Regions from separate parts of the Rattus norvegicus genome. Here region 2 is linked to region 1. A link is a contact called in public Hi-C data. All regions are on one chromosome and are shown on one strand. Each heading gives the region's core, a stretch centred on a gene start, on an enhancer-like site or on the middle of the called end of the contact. The rest is flanking DNA. Distances are from core to core; before and after follow the strand shown.

Region 1 (2,873 bases), core at 241-2,740:
GTTTCATCCCCAGCACCACTTAAAAATTGGGGAGAGGGGGGATTGGGTCCTTTGTCAGTTTGTTATGTGGGACTTGGATGGTGAGGAATCTGAGGATCATGGCTGACCTGGGTTTTGATGTTAGTGGTATCTAATGATTGGGCCCGGAGAGACTCCGCCAAGCTTAGTAACACGAAGGCTTCTGGGTGGAGAGATGTTCTCTCCAAAACAAGAAGTCTCACCACAGAGGGAGAACGGAAGGCTAGACATACAGTGTCACATACCGTAGGCCCCAGACATCCTGGCTTGACTACTTGCTCTCCCCGCCCTACAAAATGCCTTGCTGATGTAACTAGCCGAGGACAGTAAGTCAGCATCACGACTTCATCTGGAGAAGGTGGAACCCGTTCGTGGTTCTCCATGTCACCCAAAGGCATTGTGTATCTGAGAGCAAAGGTGGGATGAGAAGCCTGGAGTGTGGCAGAAGGGACGAGAGAGAAACTGGCCTGCCGCATGCCAGTCGTTCTCACAGGGCTTTCGCTTCAGGCTGTAGGAGCAAGCTGCGTTCCGACAGCTCTACATTTCAGCGTTACCACCCTCATCAGTCCGTAGCATCACTGCCGGTCAGCGCCCCTCCCCCCCCCCAGCTGTGCTTCGGTAATGGGACAGCTCTCTCTGATGTCACTGCCGCTTAGATTTATTTGTGGGGGACAGGGAGAGGATTAGCCAGTGTTTATTCTCAGAGGGGGACTGGCCTTTGCGTCATCTGAACCTAAGACATTCTGTGGACTGCAGTACATATTAGCCCAGATCTTCATTGGAAGCATAAATGTTGGGCTAATTTCATTTTGAAATATGACAGTAGTAAAATTCAGCATTAATATGATTCAACTTTCATTTCAGGTATCAAAGAAATATCGTTCTGTTTCCAGCCAGAAGGAAAAAAGAGAAAGATTTAACATTTTGCTGATAACAGTCCTTTTTTCAATTTATTTTTTTTCCTTAACGAAGCAGACGATTGATTTGGTTTTTGAAACCCAGGGGAGTCGTGCCTAGCTCCCAGGATCCCCAGGGAAAGGCGCAGTTCTTCTCCACTTTAGCTACTGGCACTGATCTTTGCCTGCCTTATTAGGAGCAGAGAGTTTGAAAACTTGGGTGAACTGTTTCTACTCTGTTCCCCCTTTTCAGCTGCACGATGCCTCATGCCGAACCGGCGGCTGCTTTGGCAGAGGTCTTACGTGGTGCGCTGCGGGCGGGTGTGGGTGCTGGGAGAAGAGGAATCTTCCCACTTGGTGAGGATGATTGAACAGCCCGGGTGATGAGTTTTAGAAAGATTTTCATCTGTAGAACGATTGTGACCACGCCGAACACAAATGGCTTTGTCACCATTAGCAGGCAGATGGAGCATGTGTTTCGTATTATGAATTCGAGGCGGCTGTTAGAGCCGCTCCAGCAACTCTGAAGATTGCAGAGTCAGCCAGTGAGCATCTTGCTCTAGTTCATGTATGTAAGGGGCCCTGTTCAGATGATCCCTGGCCACTCTGAAGGAGATGCTGTATGACACCATCCCTGACCCAAACAAGTGCCTCATTTACAGGAAATAGGTTATGAGAAAGATGAGTCAGGGGACTTCAAAGCAATCCCAGTTCCTCAGAACTGAAATCACAAATACCCTAAACTCAAGGGTTTACGGACATTCCTGTGTAGCTGAAACTTTTGCCCAACTCTACAAGGTCTCCCTGTACAGAGCCCTCACTCTCCCAGAAGGGAAGAGGCCTGCCAGGAAGAAGGGACAAAGGTGAAAGAGAGGAGGAACAGGCTTGGGGCAGGGGACACTGCTCAGTTGGCAAATGTTTGTCTGTCCTGCAGGAAGCCGTGGCTTTGACCCTCAGCATAAACCAGGCGTGGTGGACACCCTGTAATCCAGCCCTCAGGAGGTGAAGGCAAGGGGATCGGTTCAAAGTCATCCTTAGCTACATAGCAAGTCCAAGGGCAATGTGGGATCCGGGAGGCCATGTTGAGAGAGAGAGAGAGAGACAGAGACAGAGACAGAGACAGACAGAGACAGAGAGAGGCAGAGACAGAGACAGAGACAGAGACAGAGACATAGAGAGCAAGAGCACAGACTGTATTCCCAGCTGCTTTAGAAGTGGAGCTAGAGGATTGCTGGAGACCAGGTTTCTCAGGCCAGGGGGGATAAGTGTTTGCTGAATAAGCCTGAGGACCTGAGTTCCATCCCTAGAACCCAAGGTAGCAGAGAACCAACTGCCCAAACTGTTCCCCAACCTTCACATGTGTGTCTACACTTGCACTCATGCTCACACAGTGATAATTCACACTCATACGATGATGGTGATGATGATGTCATGATGATGGTGGTGGTGGTGGTGGTGGTGGTGGTGGTGGCAATGATGGTGGTGGTAGTGATGATGATTATATGATGATGATGTGATGATAGTGATGATGGTGGTGGTGGTGGTGATGGTGATGGTGGTGGTGATGGTGGTGGTGACAATGATGGTGGTGATAGTGATGATGGTGGTGATGATGATTATATGATGATGATGGTGATGGTGATGGTGATGATAATGAAGAAGAACAAGAAAGGAAAAGCAGGGGAGAGAAAGAGGATAGGAGCTAGGAGGCAATGAGGACAGAAGGATGGAAGGTTGGAAGGTAGGTCGCTAAGTCTAATCTTGCAGAAAACTGTGAGGCATGTATACCCCCCAGTACCCCTGCCACATGGGCTTTTGTGTAGCAGACAACCAAAGTCAAAACAAGACTGTATGTCTCTTAAATGTCGCTAGTTATTGGTGAGCACATAGAGGAGAGGCTTAAGGGGTTTTGTTTTGAAACTAGCTGTAGTGGAGACTTGTGTCTGAGAAAGCCAAGCA
Region 2 (2,873 bases), core at 130-2,629, 320 kb after region 1:
GTTAATATTTCATGAATGCCCACGTTGCCAGCTTCTTGCAATGGGACTCAGCTATAAAGAATGGGAATTGTTTCCCAATAGTGGAGCGCATGGACAGAGTGCCAGGAAAAGAGGGTTTCGGGTTGACTTTAACGTTAGAAGTGCAGTTGGGCCATTGAGAAACAATCCTCTGACTCATGTCAGATTGTTATAATTATTTAATGTCCACAATGCAGCCTTGTCCCCACGGATTTATACTGGAGAGGTTTCTTACCCACACATTGTGGTTATTAGCTGCAAAGAAAGCAGCATTTGTTTATAATGACACAGGGTATATCAGTGCGGCAAAGAAAACACTACAGATTCTGTCCTAGGAAGAAGGCAGGAATTTGGCAGGCAACCTATAGGAAATTAGAAGACACATTCTCATTATTTCTCATACATGTGGGTAGGACTGTACGATAGCCATTAAACACCTTTGATTTTTTTTTTTTTTTTGTTCTTTTTTTTCGGAGCTGGGGACCGAACCCAGGGCCTTGCGCTTCCTAGGTAAGCGCTCTACCACTGAGCTAAATCCCCAGCCCCTAACACCTTTGATTTTTAACCTTTGCCCCAAACTCCTGTGATGGCGAAAGTGCACATGCACTTTCATCCACAGAGTTCACAGTGCCCAACTGCAGTGCTCAGGGTACCACTTATCTCTGAGAGACTCTGTTTTTTGGAGCTGGGGAAAATAGAACAGTGGGAAAAGTGCTTGCCGCACAAGCAATGAAGGACTTACTCCAATCCCTAGAACTCAGGAAATGCCATTGTGGCATTCTCTAGAATGGATCTAGAAACCCCAGCACTGGCATAAGGAAACAGGGGCATCCCTGGGACCTTAATCACCGACCAGGCAGTCTAGTTCAGAGAGAGAGGGGAGTCCAGTGAGATCTTGTTTAAAAAAATAAGGTGGAGAAGCCATTGAAGAAGCAAGTTATCCCGATCCCCAGTCAGTACTATCTAATACATAGGCAAGTGTATACACAGATGAGGTCTGTATAGTTCTGACATTCCACACCCTATTAAACTCTTCCAGAGACAAAAAAATTGCAGTAAGACTTGAGAGTGTCCTGGAAATATGACAGACAGCCTTGGAGGTGAATGGAGTCATTTAGTCATGACTCAAGGTGTCCAGCTTCTTGGGTATGTAAACCCTTTGTAACATCTGACTCCATAGAGTTGCCCTCCTGTGTGGACTCCCCACCATCATTGCCTGAGCTGTCAAGTGAGATTCATTATCAATGGGTTTCTCAAGCTTAGAGAACAGGGAGGAGACATAGAGCCAGAGCAGTGTGAAATATCCGCGGGGCACTCACAAGCTGGGGTGTGCAGATGCCATTCAGAATTGCACCGGAAATTCTTGTAACCTTTATCAGCTCAGTGGTGAAATGAGAAAGCCCATATGACTCAGCTGAACGCTGACTTGGTACCAGTGTGAAACAACTGAGTCCTCTCAGGTTTTGGGAGAAGACAAGTAGGAAGCAGACATACAGGCTGTGGACTTCCAGGCTTTCATTGTTGGAAGTCTGGGAGCTTCGTAGGCCTCTGGACATCACTGAGGTTTTCTAGAGAACAGAGAACCTGAACTTTGAAACTGACACAGTCTTGGGTAACCTGGGGTAGATCTTGACGAAGATGTAGACAGTGGGCAATGTGTGCCATGCAGGTGGGAAGCTGGTGAAAGCCAGGCTTGCATCTCCCTGGTACAGGATGGCTACACGGTGGTGGCATTATTGCTGGCACTTAGGGGACTTAACATTTTTTTTTTAAATTGGCTACATATTTGGATATTTGTTTACTTTTTCCCTTCCTTTCAGTCCCCTCTATTATTCTCCTCCCTTTGTTATCCTCCTCCTCTTCCTCTCCTGTACTGGGGAATCACAGTGGACAAGTGTCATGTTGGATGTCTCCAGCCCTCTAATCCTTCATTTACACATTACACTCTGTTTCTCTCATCTTAGTTCTGTGTATGTTATAGGAGAATGGAAGCCTAAAGGAGTAGCCTCACTTTGTCATCCATTGGGTTAGTTTTACAGCATTGGACTTAATGCATCAAGACGGCCCCCCCCCCCCCCCCCCCCCGACAAGGAAATGGCTTGCTTTTACTGCTTCTTGAATGCTAACACATTCTTCTTGCTCTGATGGGAGTTTCTTGAGGGGAGTGATAGCTTCTCACCCTTACTGTTACTAAAGGACCCAGTGAGCCAGTCTTTGGGCGCTCAGCCCCGTGTAGTCAGAGAAGGGGGTGAATCGGCTGAGGGGTCATGATGACAGCTTATGAAGGGTGCTGTATGCCACCCCATTTAAAATCCTTCATCAGTGCAGAGCCATGGGACAAAGGTCTTAAAAGGAAAAGTGTGATGTGGATGGGTCATGGCCCAGTTTGAATACCGAATGCTCAAGGCTCTTGCCTTACAATAATTTCCTTCAGTCCCCCAGACCCCGTTGCTGTCAGGGAGGGAGAGCAGGCTCTTCATGGAACCCTTATGGCTCTATGTCACCCCCACTCTGTTCACCCGCAGGCCATCTAGAGCTCTGGTTTAATAGCACTTTGTCTTGTGAGAAGAAAGACACAGTTGTATGTCCTTCCCTCTTATCCCACTCCCAAAGCGTCTTCCTTCTCACCCAAACCATGATCTCAGAGGTTTACAAGTCAGACATGTCACGGAACTGTTTGGAAGCAGTTGTCTCCATTAGCGATGAGATCGCAGCACCCTAAAAGAGGGCTTTGGAGTTGGAACTTATAGGGCTATTAGACATGCTTGGCTTGAGAGGGGAAGTGCAATTACAGGAAGACTCAGGACACAAAGTAGTGACTGTTCACAGTCAAGGCTGCTCTTCCAGGGGGCCAG

What was found. Hi-C and Micro-C count contacts between places; a contact is called where the count stands out from the background.
Region 2: a Hi-C map of Schwann cells shows a contact between it and region 1, with 4 times the contacts expected there. The contact joins two enhancer-like sites. A contact is called at or near these places in 2 of 12 Hi-C or Micro-C datasets (Schwann cells and mammary epithelial cells).

What each region holds. Positions count from the first base shown.
Region 1 is chr1:176,022,386-176,025,258 of GRCr8, forward strand. All of the region lies in intron 1 of Parva (parvin, alpha), which reads left to right. Among named protein-coding and RNA genes, the nearest start is that of Parva, 42 kb to the left of the region's middle. Within about 2 kb of position 1,491, at least 8 of the 93 cell types and tissues checked have an H3K27ac peak or open chromatin away from gene starts, as enhancers often do. A contact at or near this core is called in Schwann cells, where this site is marked.
Region 2 is chr1:176,340,947-176,343,819 of GRCr8, forward strand. All of the region lies in intron 2 of Tead1 (TEA domain transcription factor 1), which reads left to right. Among named protein-coding and RNA genes, the nearest start is that of Tead1, 120 kb to the left of the region's middle. Within about 2 kb of position 1,380, at least 9 of the 93 cell types and tissues checked have an H3K27ac peak or open chromatin away from gene starts, as enhancers often do. A contact at or near this core is called in Schwann cells, where this site is marked.